Linked DNA regions of Gossypium raimondii: region 1 is linked to region 2. Evidence: chromatin contacts called from public Hi-C data. All regions are on one chromosome and are shown on one strand. The core of a region is the stretch at or near the end of the contact, and the rest is flanking DNA. Distances in the headings are between cores, read along the strand shown. Region 1 holds the start of LOC105785922 (chloroplast protein FOR GROWTH AND FERTILITY 2). Region 2 holds the start of LOC105785915 (ubiquitin-conjugating enzyme E2 10).

Region 1 (3,956 bases), core at 990-3,489, 200 kb after region 2:
CTTGACTGCATGAGCCTATAAACACCGTATAGCTTCCCATTGCCACCACAGTTCCGAGCAAGAACATGATAAGGAATGCAGCACCGGCCACACGAGATGGTAAAGCAAGTGCTGGCAAAACCATCATTAGCGCATCTGGCTGCAACCCGTGAACGATCCCAGTGGCAAAAGTAGCAAAACCAATCTTCTTTTTTCCGACTGCTGGGTTTTCAAGTGTCTCGTAAACACTAACATCACACTCACCATTTTCTAAGGCAACACATGGGGTAGGAACCTCTGAAGCTTCTCTTATACCCATTGCCCCAATAACAAGCAACGTTAAGCCCACCACTCTTGTACCCCAAGTCCGGATGATTTCAATGTGAAGGCGATCCTTTAGAAGTAAAAATAGTAATCCAAAGATAACCTGACCAGCATCATGACCACAACCCCATAGAGCTCCAACAACAGCACTTTCCATTCGAGTGCGGCCAATTGATAGTGGAGCCAAAGCAGCTAGGTGGTCAGGCCCTGATAGGGTATGTAAGCAACCAGCAAAGAAACCAGTCCATGCACTACTTAGTAATTCAGTACGGAGTACTCCACCCCCGACTGCAGCAGCTGCAGTTCCACTGGCTTTAGCACCAGCTTGAAAGGTTGCAAAAGCTGCTGGTGCAAAAATTGGTTGGATTAAGAACATGATAATGGCAGAGAGTGCTATATATGTCCCTGCTGTGATTGCCTGAAACATGTGTAGAATAAAAAAAACTGTTGGTACTCTTCGTCAATAAACAGGACTACACCACTTCCAGTTTCCACATAGAATCTTATTCCTTATAAACTGCAAATGCCATGCTGAATGTGACAAAATGCATGACAAAAGTGTCCCACTGCCATGGGATGCATGCTTTGTACATGGATGTTCACATTAAATTACATGTATTCATAATTTATGCCACGCTTCCTCTAATCCATCGATATCTCAGAATTACACTGATCATCATTAGTGGATGATTCAAAATTTCCAAATGCATGAATTCCCTCGGTTATACTTACGATAAAAGATTCCACATTCAGCCACTAGCAATGACTATAGTGTAATACTAACAGTACTAAAATTTTAGCTTCCATATGCTACTGTTGTACACCAGCAAAGCAGAACTTACCTAATTCATGAACAAGAAATTGTGAAAATAGTATACACTTACAAAAGCTAGTTTCACTCCAATTTTCTAATCTATTTAACTGATTGGTCCAAAACTGCAAATGTATGCGTAAACAGTCATGTCTAATTTGGAATCCATTTCCCTGATAATTTTCGAATTCTTCATATTTCCTTTGTTTAGTTAAGCATCCAAATGAAAATGATAAACCAAAAAGGGCAATAGTAGAAGAAAATTGACATGGAGTGGTGATTCATAATTAACTCAGCTAAATTGCATTTTGCCCCTTTCTCTCAACCATTCTTCTTTAAAAAGGACCCCATCTTTGTAACAATTGGGCATCAAAATCCTTATGTCCATAGTTTACTTTCTGGATGCATAATCTATTCACCCTATAACTAGAAATCCTTAATTAAGTATTGACCAAGTCAACCCTTCAATTTTAAAGCATAAAGCTTTCAATATTATAATTAAACACACAAATCTGAAATTCTTAAAGCCCAATTGAAGTAAAGTTGATATTAATAACCAAAAGAAGCTCCGAAAGTTCCTCAAAGATTTCTTTTCTTTTCTTTCTTTCTTCAATAAATTCAAGAGGAATAAATCAATTGCAATAGTTTTATTAAAAGCTTGTATAGATGCCATACCTTTCTTTGTGCAGAAGCTTTAATTGCAACAAGCTCGAGAAAATTGGACGTGGGTGTTGACCCATTTGCCGAGTCGACTCGCGGAGAACCGATTGAAGGCAATTCATTGCTGGGATTGGATAGAGGATAAGAGAAGTGAGATGGGTTATTATCGGCCTTGCATGAAATAGAAATGAATCGCCTGAGTTGGGGGCGAGTGAGCGAAGGAACGAAGCCGAGAGTAGGAGAGTCGAATCTGGCGAGTCGAGAGAGAGAAGGAGAGGGCTTTCGAGAGATCTCCAAAGGAGTTGGAGAAGAGGAGTAAAGAAGCCTTTCCATGGCTTCCTTTGGAAAGTTGAAGGCTTTAAAAGGTGAAGATTTTGGCAGAGGGAGTGGGAGAGTTGTGCTGAAGATAAAGTTTTGGCAGAAAACGAGGAGGTTTAATTGAAAATTGGAAATGGAGATTATATTTGGATTGAAATTTCTTTTTGACTAAACCCTACCTTTTTATTACTTATTTTTTACTTTGAAGGTTAAATCGGTTTGCTCTAAACCCTAGATTTCTCCCACATTTTTTTTTCTTCTAAATTTAATCTAAAATAATTTTCTAATTTATATTAAAATAGTTTTCCTCTAAATCATTTCTTCTAATAATAGCATGTTATTTCATTTCTAAATAATAATAAATAAAGTGATACATTTTCAACAAAAAAAGAATATGATTTTTTGTACAATCAAAACATAAATTTACGTAGGAATTTTATATTGTCTATATTCCTATAAGTGTAAAAATTTCATTTCTTGGGAAAATGCAAAACAATGTTTCAAAAAAAAAAGATAATAAAAATACTAGTAATTCAATAAAAATGTGCAAAATTTTAATTAATAATTAAATAATCCTAAACAACTCTTACACATAAGTAGGTTTCAGTCAATCATTAATGATGCAGTGTCCATTGATTTTGATTGCTCTCAGATCTCATTCCATTTCATGGCCTCAAATGAGTCCACAACAGCTCCTTAAGCTAAGATTTTTCCACCCCCAACTTTGCTTCATTTTATGAACCAGCTATTTCCAAACACTCAATAGTGACCTTCCCAATTGCCACTAGCGTTTGGGGAATCACAACACTCTTAATTAAGGTAAGCTGAATGAATTGTTAATTCATAAACGGGAAGGTGGTTGCGGAAAGGGACAAAGTTGGTGAAGTTGGCATAGGATTTGAAATGTTGAACTTATCCAAGCATTGGACATCAATTCAGCATAAAAAGTTATCCTGGACAACTTCAAAGGACCACGTGTAGACCCACCTACGGCCTATTCACCACCCTTTACACGCACAATGCTCGTGCTAGCACACGCCCGCCACACGCACGCACTGACGCATTGATGGGCGCTCGTTTTTAAGACCTCACCTTAGACGCAGGGTTTCAAATTCTCAACCCAACAACAATATGGGGCTGGTGTTTTAGCCTTCTTGTGCCTACTTTTGTTCACCCTTCGGCTTTCTTTAGGGAGGACGATACTCTTTTTTTTTTTTTTAATGTTTAAAGTCTCCAATGGTAGTGGACAAAGTTGGTGCAGAGTTGGGGCTACATCTCATCTAGCGAATGCCTCTTATTATGTGGCACCATTGCAGAAACCAAGGACCATATATATTTTATGAATGCCAGCCGGTTTACACAACATGTTCTTACATCCAATAGAGCTTTGGTACAACCTAAACCCTGGCTGGATGCATTGAACTGGGCCATTAAGCAAGCAAAGACCCATTGCGTCTTGTCTTTGCTTGATTAGGTAGGAGATTGCCAACAGATACCTTTAGGTTGCTAACAAATATTGTTAGACAGTAATTATCTACCCTTACCAAATTTACTCATTCCTTAAACTCCTTGATGGATTGGTGGTTGATTGGGATATAGGCGAATAAGTAGTGTCTTATTTGCTTTATTTCTCCTTATTGAGTTGGGTTGTAATCATTATCAATGTTGTTATACGCGGTAACAAAATTTTGCTTCCCATAAACATTTTTTCTTATCCAAATAAAAAAGATATTGATCTCTAATAATTACATTTGTGAATTCTAACTTAATATTGCAAATTCGATTCATTTATTTCATATTCAAAATTGACCTAAACCCAAAATGACCAAAATTTAAAATAACCTAGTTCAAATATGGACTAAAA
Region 2 (3,436 bases), core at 829-3,328:
TTTTTTCCGATGCTCTTATGTCCTCCCCAGCCCCACCCTTCCCCAACTCGTGGACCAAGCAAGATTAAAACTAAAGTTCCATTGATAAAACAGCTGTTTGGGACCGCTATTTACTGGTTTTAACTAAGACTTTGGGAATTGTATAAAAGTCGATGTGAACCAATCCTATGAGATGCTGAAGTAGAATATGAACCAAATATAATATTCATCATCTTAGAGGAAGATGCTTGAAGAAAATGGGAAAGGTAGAAATAAGCAGAAAACTTTTAAAACTTGGGCCTGGTCTATGTTCTTTTATTGAAATTTCACTCTCAGGTTTGGTTTCATATGAGTCTTATCATTTTATATTCTTGAGCTAGCTAAACAGTGGTTTGAATCATTAATCATGGAGGAACGAATCCATTACAAGGTTTGATAGAAAAAATTACAAATCCCATGGCAAATGAATAACAAGCAAAGAATGAACCCAATGTTAATCTTAAACGCTGCCACTCTATGTTTCATTAACAGCTGCCACATTTCTTACTGTAGATCTTCGGGATGATAAGCAGTTCTTCGTAGATCACCCTGGAGCAGTGCCCATTACCACAGCCCAGGTACTCTCAGCTGCTTGTTGTAGTAATAATTTCTAAGTTCCGTTATTGGCCATTCCTGTTGATACTTGATAACATCGAATCCTAATTTTGACTATGTTCTTTAACTTTTCATGTTGAAAGGGGGAGGAATTAAGGAAGCTGATTGGAGCCCCTGTTTACATTGAATGTAGTTCAAAGACACAGCAGGTATGTACATATTCGACTGATCTACCATTGCTTTTTGTTTACAAGCCTTGGAAGTATGTTAATTACTTCTTGAAATACAGAACGTGAAAGCGGTCTTTGATGCGGCCATCAAAGTGGTTCTCCAGCCACCAAAGCAGAAGAAGAAAAAGAAGAGAAAGTCACAAAAAGCCTGCTCGATATTGTGATCACGTGATGAACAGTTATGGATGCCGGGGTGGATATCATGGCCCATTTAGCCACATAAATCTGTTAGTCTCTCACCATGTCTATCATCTCTTTCTCACCTTGAGAAAATAGCTCCTTTTGGTTTGTAGTCTGAACTATAACAGAACTAGGATCATTCCTATAATCATCTAAATTTGTGCTTTTTCTTTTCTCTTCTTTTCTTTTTTTCTCTCATGGATTGTCTTTTGAATTTGTATATTGATGGCCCTTTATGTGTTCTCACACTTTCCTTCAGTTACTTTGGGTTTAGATATGTTTGATCTGTTAACTGAAACATGGAGAAATTGTTTCCTATTGTTTCTTGTGATGTAATCTGATCTAGTATGTTTTAATGAACTAATATTATATTTGTGGTTTTGGAGTTCACTAATTTCTTTTGCTTACCTGATTGAATATTGTTTCTTCTACTTCATCTTGCCACTTCCATTCTCCCTTCTAACATTGAATTTATACGGATAGAAAGGGAATGAGCCTCGGATCGAGTCTAGTTGGTTCATGAACTGCAAGAGTCATGCTTAAAAGATGGTAACCAGCAGGTTTGAGAATCGAATTCCAACATATATACTCGATCCTTATTGTCAGACTGCTGTAGTTCCCTCGGTTCGATTGTTTGTTGCTTCCACATGGTGTTCTATACAAATGGTTCTTTTTGATCTCATTGGCCTTACAGATTTCTATGAAAGATGAACTGAGATGCCATCTTTCTGCTTATATATGAATCAAAATGATGAGTAGTCAGTTTTGAGGAAGTTAAAGCGAATATGAACCAAAATAATTCTCCTTACCAAGATAGTGAGAAAGATGAATTAGAAAATGGCATAGCCATTGTAGTCATTGGAAAAGTCTTCGAGTTATATCTTTAGATAACTTTTGCTCTTAGACCGGAAAATTATAAATAAAGATACATGAGATGCCATTAATATCTTCCCAAGTTTTCCTCCTTTTATAAAGTTGTTGATTCTTCAAGTTGTACCCAATCATTAAGTCCATCAAACAAGGGGGGTGCACAAATCAAAAGATGGTACAAAGGAATGAGATAAGGGCACTTAAACTTGTCTTTGTCCATTCAATTTTTGTCGACTTAAGCATCGGAAGGTGCCTCTCTTTCGATTCTCTTTCATTAACCTAGAATACCAACTTTTTCCTTCCACTTTCATCAATATGTAAAGAATTGGTGGACCTCTTTCTTTCACAAACACCTACAATTCCTCCATTAAATAAAGCTACCATCTTCCCCTTTGAAGTTCTCCATTACATTTCCCCATTCTCCCTCTTGAATATATATATATATATATATATATATATATATATATATATAAGAACTTTATTAATGGCGTCAAAAAGAATACTAAAGGAGCTCAAGGACTTGCAAAGAGATCCTCCAGCTTCATGCAGTGCAGGTAAGAGTTAGAAAGAAACAAAATCGCATAGCAGCTAATCTCCATTGTTGTTTGCAAGGTAAATTCACTACATAAGCTGTACTTTATCCAGGTCCAGTGGGTGAAAATATGTTTCATTGGCAGGCAACCATTATAGGTCCAAATGATAGTCCATATGCTGGTGGTGTTTTCCTTGTGACCATCCATTTCCCTCCTGATTACCCTTTTAAACCTCCTAAGGTACCATAATCTAGCACCTAATGCATCTCTATGGGCTTTTTAACATAATAATGTTCACCAAATTGTTTTTCAGATTGCCTTCAGGACCAAGGTTTTCCATCCCAACATAAACAGTAATGGCAATATCTGCTTAGACATTCTCAAAGAACAATGGAGTCCTGCACTCACCATATCCAAGGTAGGTAAAGCTTGGATCAATAAAACTAAGAAAAAAGAAAAAAAAAAAAGGTAAACTACACGCATAATCACTAAAATAGGGCATGTCCTATTTTGGTCACTTCAAATTTTTTTCTTAATTTAATCACTCGAAAAAAAATAATTGTACGACTGCTGTTAAAATGTCTGTTTTATTTTAATGGGTTGCTGATGTGGCACATTAGCACATTGAGTGATTGGTACGTGACATCTTTGGTTGGCTTTTGACTAAAGTTTAGGGACCTCCCTATAATTAGTCCAAAACTTTTTCCCCTAAACTTTATAGAGAGGTCCTAAATTTTAGTCAAAAGTCAACAAAAAATGCCACATGTTAATCACTCAATGTGCTAATATGCCACGTCAATAATTTATTAAAAGAAAATGAAAATTTTAACAATTACTAATTTGTATAATTATTTGCACTAATCTGTTATTCGAATTGTAAAATTTAACTCGATTTGAACTTGAAATTCGAATTACTTATTTGAGTTGACTCAAATAATTTGAATAACTCGATTCGATTAACTTGAAATTTAAAATTTTTTCGATTTTTTCGAATTGAATTTTACTCACCCCTAAATGTAGTTAAAAAAAAACATGTAAACTAATTAAATG

Evidence for each region. Hi-C and Micro-C count contacts between places; a contact is called where the count stands out from the background.
Region 1: a contact with region 2 is called in a Hi-C map of leaf, with 2.8 times the contacts expected there. The contact joins the promoter of LOC105785922 here to the promoter of LOC105785915 in region 2. A contact is called at or near these places in 2 of 2 Hi-C or Micro-C datasets (both in leaf).

Annotation. Positions count from the first base shown.
Region 1 is chr1:43,402,852-43,406,807 of ASM2569854v1, forward strand. It overlaps LOC105785922 (chloroplast protein FOR GROWTH AND FERTILITY 2), which reads right to left and starts at 2,240. Exons shown (of 2, transcript XM_012612125.2): 1 at 1,790-2,240; 2 at 1-721. The coding sequence starts at 2,107.
Region 2 is chr1:43,198,660-43,202,095 of ASM2569854v1, forward strand. It overlaps LOC105785915 (ubiquitin-conjugating enzyme E2 10), which reads left to right and starts at 2,079. Exons shown (of 5, transcript XM_012612114.2): 1 at 2,079-2,407; 2 at 2,499-2,626; 3 at 2,700-2,804. The coding sequence starts at 2,338. It overlaps LOC105785914 (rac-like GTP-binding protein ARAC3), which reads left to right. Exons shown (of 7, transcript XM_012612112.2): 5 at 532-596; 6 at 717-782; 7 at 863-1,373. The coding sequence ends at 967.